Regions from separate parts of the Mus musculus genome. Here region 2 is linked to region 1. Evidence: chromatin contacts called from public promoter capture Hi-C data. All regions are on one chromosome and are shown on one strand. Each heading gives the region's core, a stretch centred on a gene start, on an enhancer-like site or on the middle of the called end of the contact. The rest is flanking DNA. Distances are from core to core; before and after follow the strand shown.

Evidence for each region. Capture Hi-C pulls out chosen DNA fragments and counts their contacts.
Region 2: a contact with region 1 is called in a promoter capture Hi-C map of pancreatic islet. The contact joins two enhancer-like sites. A contact is called at or near these places in 3 of 39 promoter capture datasets (embryonic stem cells, frontonasal cranial neural crest and neural stem cells) and 3 of 9 other capture datasets (adipose tissue, liver and pancreatic islet).

What each region holds. Positions count from the first base shown.
Region 1 is chr7:118,819,004-118,821,977 of GRCm38.p6, reverse strand. The region is part of intron 26 of Vps35l (VPS35 endosomal protein sorting factor like); the gene reads right to left. Among named protein-coding and RNA genes, the nearest start is that of Gm26147, 12 kb to the left of the region's middle. Within about 2 kb of position 1,452, at least 26 of the 459 cell types and tissues checked have an H3K27ac peak or open chromatin away from gene starts, as enhancers often do. A contact at or near this core is called in pancreatic islet, where this site is marked.
Region 2 is chr7:118,951,981-118,955,184 of GRCm38.p6, reverse strand. All of the region lies in intron 8 of Iqck (IQ motif containing K), which reads right to left. Among named protein-coding and RNA genes, the nearest start is that of Gm39076, 32 kb to the left of the region's middle. Within about 2 kb of position 1,279, at least 14 of the 459 cell types and tissues checked have an H3K27ac peak or open chromatin away from gene starts, as enhancers often do. A contact at or near this core is called in pancreatic islet, where this site is marked.

The DNA.
Region 1 (2,974 bases), core at 203-2,702:
TCAGTGGTCACCAAAACACAAATCAAACAGACTTAAAACTTGGAAGGAGGATCGGGTCAGAGGGGAAAATAGGGGCACGGAATTATCAAAAATAAAGAAAAATCTAAATATATAAGAAATCTAGCCCAATTAGTTTCAATTATGTTGTATGTTATGTATACTTGACTACAATAAAAAAGACAAAAGAACCAAAACTACACCTGACATTCCCGGGCTTCCCAGACCTCCCAGCAGAGGCAGGTGCCAGGACTCTACCATGTCTGTCTGTCTCCTGCAGAGAAGTTCACGCCCGGTGACTCTGCTGCCCTGGAAAACTTTCTGAAGCTCCAGAGCAGAGCACTCCGCAGGGGGACCTGAAACTGCCCCACATGGTCGTTACTATCTTCCTGTGTATGTGTGTGCTGCTGAGTGGCCCACACAATGTCTATTATTACCCATTAAAGTGGCAGCAGCTTTGTCCTTGGCTCCTCTCACTCACCACACCCAGTTCCTATCTAAAGGAGGAACTCGGTTATTTAAGGGCTAGGCACAAAAGTTCCAAGGCAAATTCTTATTCCATTCCCAGAAGGCGCACCGCACCCCATACAGAAAATGTCTGGAGACTTCCCCAAACAAAACTCAGTTAAAAAAAAAATGTCTGCAAGTGAAAACAGGTTTTCTTCAGTCTAGAGCTGAAATGACCCTGTCAACATCCAATTTCCTGTTTAAACAACAAAACAACAGCAGCAACAACAAAACACAAAACTGTAACTTTTAAAATGTTTAACAGATGGGAGTCTTCACTATGTTGACCAGATTGAACTGGATCGAAACTCCTAGGTTAAAATAAAACCATCCAGCCGGGCAGTGGTGGCACATGTCTTTAATCCCAGCACTTGGAAGGCAGAGGCAGGCAGATTTCTGAGTTTGAAGCCAGCCTGGTCTACAGAGTGAGTTCCAGGACAGCCAGGACTACACAGAGAAACCCTGTCTCGAAAAACCAAAAAAAAAAAAAAAAAAAAAGCCATCCTCCTGTCTCAGCCTCCACCTGCTGGGGATGCAAGTTTTAGCACAGCCAAGGCTACCTATACAGAGAAACCATGTCTTGGAAAAAAAAAGTGTATTGCTACTTCATAAGTGTAATTTTGCTACTGTTATTTATTGTAATGTAAATATCTGATATGCAGGATATCTGATATAGGACACAGGTCCCCCACCCTTAAAGGGCTCACTGCAGCCACTGTAGCAGAATCAATGAATTCCAGGCCTCAAAAAGTAAGGTAAATGGCTCTGGAGGAACAAAACCTGTTACTGACCTAGGATTGTACATGCAAGAGTACACATAGGTGCATTTACACACTCACAGACACAAGCATGTACACACACACACACTCACACTCACAGGAGCACACACCAGGTCCTGAAAACTAGATGTGTTGCAACCACAACATGAAGATGCCTTTGGCAAGGCCACAGGGTCCAGGGGCCAGCCGGCCACTGAGGTTTAATCCTGTTACTGGCCACCTGCGCGTCTGCAACAGACTCTGCTCTTAAAGCGACACGAGGGCCACTGTTTCAATGATGCCAAAACGGAGCAAGCTTTACACAAGTACAGATGCCTAGAGACATTTAAGTGGCATATTCATTATGGCTTAATTGTTACCACTGACAGCTTAATACAACCTTGTCTTCGCCACACGGATTCGGCTACATGCCCTTTCCGTTCGAGTTGGACATCAATATTTAATGTGGAGGTCCGCTGGAGACATACAAATTATTTCCAATTTTCATCATCACCGAACCAACGTTCCAAAGGGTGTCAATCTACACTCTCTCTCTCTCATCCCAAGAGTGTCCAGAGCTCTACACTGAGCCCAGCTTGCTTGGCTCCCAAGTTACCTCCTACGTGCGGGACAGGGCAGGTGTAGGGACTGTGTGTCCTCCCTGCAAAGCACCCAGAGGGCTGTGCATTGTGTCTGTGAGTAGCAAGCCTAGCTTTCCCTAAGCACTATGGATTAAGCATGGCAGCTCATATATTCAACCTCAGCACTTGGGAGACAAGGAGGGAAGGAGCTGAAGTTCAAGGTCATCTTTGGCTTTAGAGCAAGTTTGAGGTCAGCCTAGGCTACTGTGACAGTCTCCAAAAAAACCAAACCAAACAAAACCCAAACAACAACAGCCACCCAGGCCTGGGGAAATGAAACCTTAGATAAAGTGCTGGTTTATGAGGTCTAAAGACCTGAGGTCATCTCTCTAGCCCCGGTGCAAAGCCCAGCAGGATAGCCCAGCCAGTGCTTCTATGGTAGTTGGCAAAAGACCCTGCTTCAAAACAAGAATGTCAGCTGGGCATGGTGGCGCACACCTTTAATCCCAGCACTCGGGAGGCAGAGGCAGGCGGATTTCTGAGTTCGAGGCCAGCCTGGTCTACAGAGTGAGTTCCAGGACAGCCAGGGCTATACAGAGAAACCCTGTCTTGAAAAAAAAAAATGTCCTTTGACCTCATATGCACACCACACACCATGATATGTATGCATTTGCACCGCACATACACCATATAAACACACATATGGAGGGTTTTTCACAAGTGTATCAAACAGGCAGTCTATGATGACAGGCATTTAGTACCACATGCGTTTCGGATTTGGAAGGAAAGTATGTGTTGTTATGAGGGGACTGCTCTTAATAGCAGTGCTTTCGAGCCTCCATGAAAGACGAAGCCACGTAGCAGATGTCATGTGCAAACCACAAGCTTCCTTCTCACCTATAAAACGAAGACAACCTATGCAACCTAGTAATGCAGAGAGAACAACATGAGCTGTTTGCTGGGAGTCTGGCACTCTCTACAGTAAGGACTCGGCCTATCTTCTAAATTCCATCTTCCCACCCCTTCGAAGGGACTATCCTGCTTCTGGCCTCCAGGCCTTTTCTGTGTCAGGCGTTCAGTCTCTAGGATGGCCTCCAGGACACGGTGAGCACCCGGCCCTCTCAGGTTCCC
Region 2 (3,204 bases), core at 30-2,529, 130 kb before region 1:
CATGGTTGGTGGGCATGTGACCTTTCTCAGCCACATTGGAGAGCTCTCTGGGAGTTCTTGGGGACACACACACACACACACACACACACACACACACACACACTAAAGTTAGCACATGGCCCAGCAATTCCACTCTTAAACATATAACCAAGAGAAGTGAAATGCATGCTTACAAGGAATCTTGTGAATGAGGCTTATGGTAGCATCATTCCTAATGGTTGCATGCCATAATGGTCAGCTTCTTTTGTCTACATGATAAAATCTACAATCACCTGGGAGATGGGCCTGCGAGCATACGTGTGTGGCAATGCCTCTATTAGGTTAATGGAGGTAAGAAGATCTGCCCACAGTGGGTGAGATCCTGGACTGTACAAAAAGGAGAAAATGAGCTGAGTCCAAACAGCCATTGATCTCTGCTTCCTGGCTGAATATACAATGAGACAGGGTCCCTCAGGCTCCTGTGGTCATGACTTCTCCTTCATGACGGACTGTACCTGGAATGGTGAGTCAAAACAAAAACCCATTCTCCTGTAAGTTGTCTTGGTTGGTTTTTGTTTGTTTGTTTTTGTTATATCTATAGATATAGATATCACAGAATCAGGAAAAGAAGCTTAAACATGGGTATTATCTCATCTGAGTCTCTCTAAAATGGGGGTGGGGATATAATGTCCATTGCTCAGATGAAGAAACCAAAGGTCAGAGAGGCTGAGTAGCATGTTTACCATCACACAGCCAGTGAGGATTTGTGGGAACATTAAATCAACTCCTGTATTTATAGCCGGACTTATAGGTAAAAGCTGAACTATGAGGAAAGTTCATGTGTGGCTCAAGGATGCAGTTACAATGACCTCTGGCCTCACTCCCGATGCCGTTCTTGAGGCTCCTGTAGTTCTGCCATTACCAGACGCTCTTCCTGATACATTTCTGAATGTTGTAAAAGGGAATGAGGTGAATGCGATGCTTGCAGTAACAACAGGACAAACTGCATGGCCCTGAGTGTCATCCAGAGCCGCCTCCTCGAATGGAGCCCCACAGAGCCCCACAAAGCTGTGCCAAGCTTTCCTGTGGAATAGGAGCAAGCGGAGGGAGGAGCTGAAGACCTTTGATACCTTGCTTTTCTCCCTTCTCGTGGTGAAACCTCACAGATTGGTGAGTGGGCAGGTATTAAAGGATAGGAAAAGGAAACCAGTCTGTGCTTTGTAACGTCCAGGCTCCTTAGCTCTGTGCCTTTAAATGCATTCAAGCTCAAACTAATGAGAGTCGGATCTGAAAACTGGTAGACACTTTAGCTGTTTGGATTCTAAATTTAGATTGTAAGGGTGAATACCGTGAGTCAACAAACTCACAGGGTGGGGGTGGGAGGGAGCCGCTTGGCAGGTGGCACTGTTGCTCTCTAAGGCCTAAAGGACCATGTGCTTTATGCCCTGGGCAATGGACTCAGAGGCAGGATCCTGACAGATGCTCTACGAAACACCTTCAGGTCCCCTAAGCACTGCCACTCCATAGGTGACAGCCACACAGTGCAGCAATATGAGGGGGACAGGGAGGACTCTGGGGTCACCCTTTTGCTTTGCAGCTTTGGGTATAACATTTAGCCTCTCTGTGACTCAGTTTCCTTATCCATAAGATGTGATCAGCTGTCTACTTCAGAGGAGTGTGTGAAGATGAGGAGGCTGAAGTGCTGCAAGTGGTGTGCTTGCTTCAGGACAAGCACTCAGTGACTGGGACCCTTGTTACCACTATAGAGACTGTGGGTCATCAAAGGAGAGATCAATGGCTGGAACTGCACTGTAGAAAACTAAAACAGGAATGGACACCTTGCTGGGGGTTGATGGGTCCAAGCATAGTGTATGTGCATGGGGGGCACTCCACGTTATATATAGGAAGGAACTTTCAAATAACAGAAGAAAAAGAAATAGAGAGGGGGTGGGGATGAGGATACAGCACAGTGGAAGAGTGCTTCAATCAGCCATGGGAGGGGAGAAGGTGGGAATGGAGAAGGAAGGAGCAAAAGCCAGCTCATCCTTGCTGTTGGGGACATTCCTGTCTAGTGGGGCCCTAGGAACAACACACAAAACAAATAAAAAGGGGGTTAAATGAGTTGTGTGCCATGTGAGTTCCATCTCAGTAAAATTGCTGTAGCAAAGTAGAAATGACTCCAGGGACTGGACAGGTTAAAACTCCTACCAATGGCCAAGTTAAATCCATCCCACAGCAAGAGGGAGTTTACAAAGGAATGAACGAAGCACCATCTAAAACCTAGCAGATGCTCGATCCAAAGCTGGGGAACAGGGCCTGGCCAGCCAGGGTCATTTCCCCCACCATGTACTGCGGCCAAGGTCAAGTGCAGCCACATATTTCTTTATGTCCTGTGCTATGAAGAAGAAACAGTTCCAACTCTAAGAGGCATGTCATAAGACAAGTTGTGGGGGTGGCTTTTTGAACCATGCTGTAGAACATAACCTTAATTTTTTCAAAATCTATTTTTAATGATGGTTCTTAAATGCTTTAATCTCCCTTTTAGCCCACTACCCACCAGAGGTAGTGGGAAAGAAAGGATATGGGGAAGTGGACCTGTTTAGAAAGGTTCTTTGGAGCAACTCTTGTCTGTGTCGTGTGGAAATCAGCAGTTCAGTTCACAAGCTAGCAGCAGCAGCTCGATCCACTTGCAAACACTTCACCAGCAGTCCAGTTCAGTAAAGTCATAGCAAACACGAGTCAGCAGTGATGGCACTACCTAGCAGACAGCCAGGCCTCAGTCTCAGCTGGAGTCAGCAGGAGGAGCGCAGTTCTCGCAGTTCTCGGCTGTGCCTCTCTCAGGGAAGTGAAGATCAGCAAAGACTCAAGATCCGCGAGCATTGCACCGCTAGCTGTACCAGCAAGCCAAGCTCCGGCTCCATCACTGATGAGCCGTTTTACTCCCTCCAAACATCACATGTCCTACATGGGTCTTGCCTTGGCACATGCATATGTCTCAGCTGACATCACTCTGCCAATCAGCCTGAATCCTAGGAAGTGGCAAGAAGCTGAGGCACACCACCAGAAGTTTTTTTGGTGCATTTCTCTCTATGGAGTCCCAACAAAAGGAGCTCAGCTATGCAATATAAGGCCGACCAATACATGTGTGTCATTAGCGAAGAATCCTTCATCACATGTCCCTTCATGTGCTTGCTTTACAAAACATCTTTTCACTTTATGTCTGCT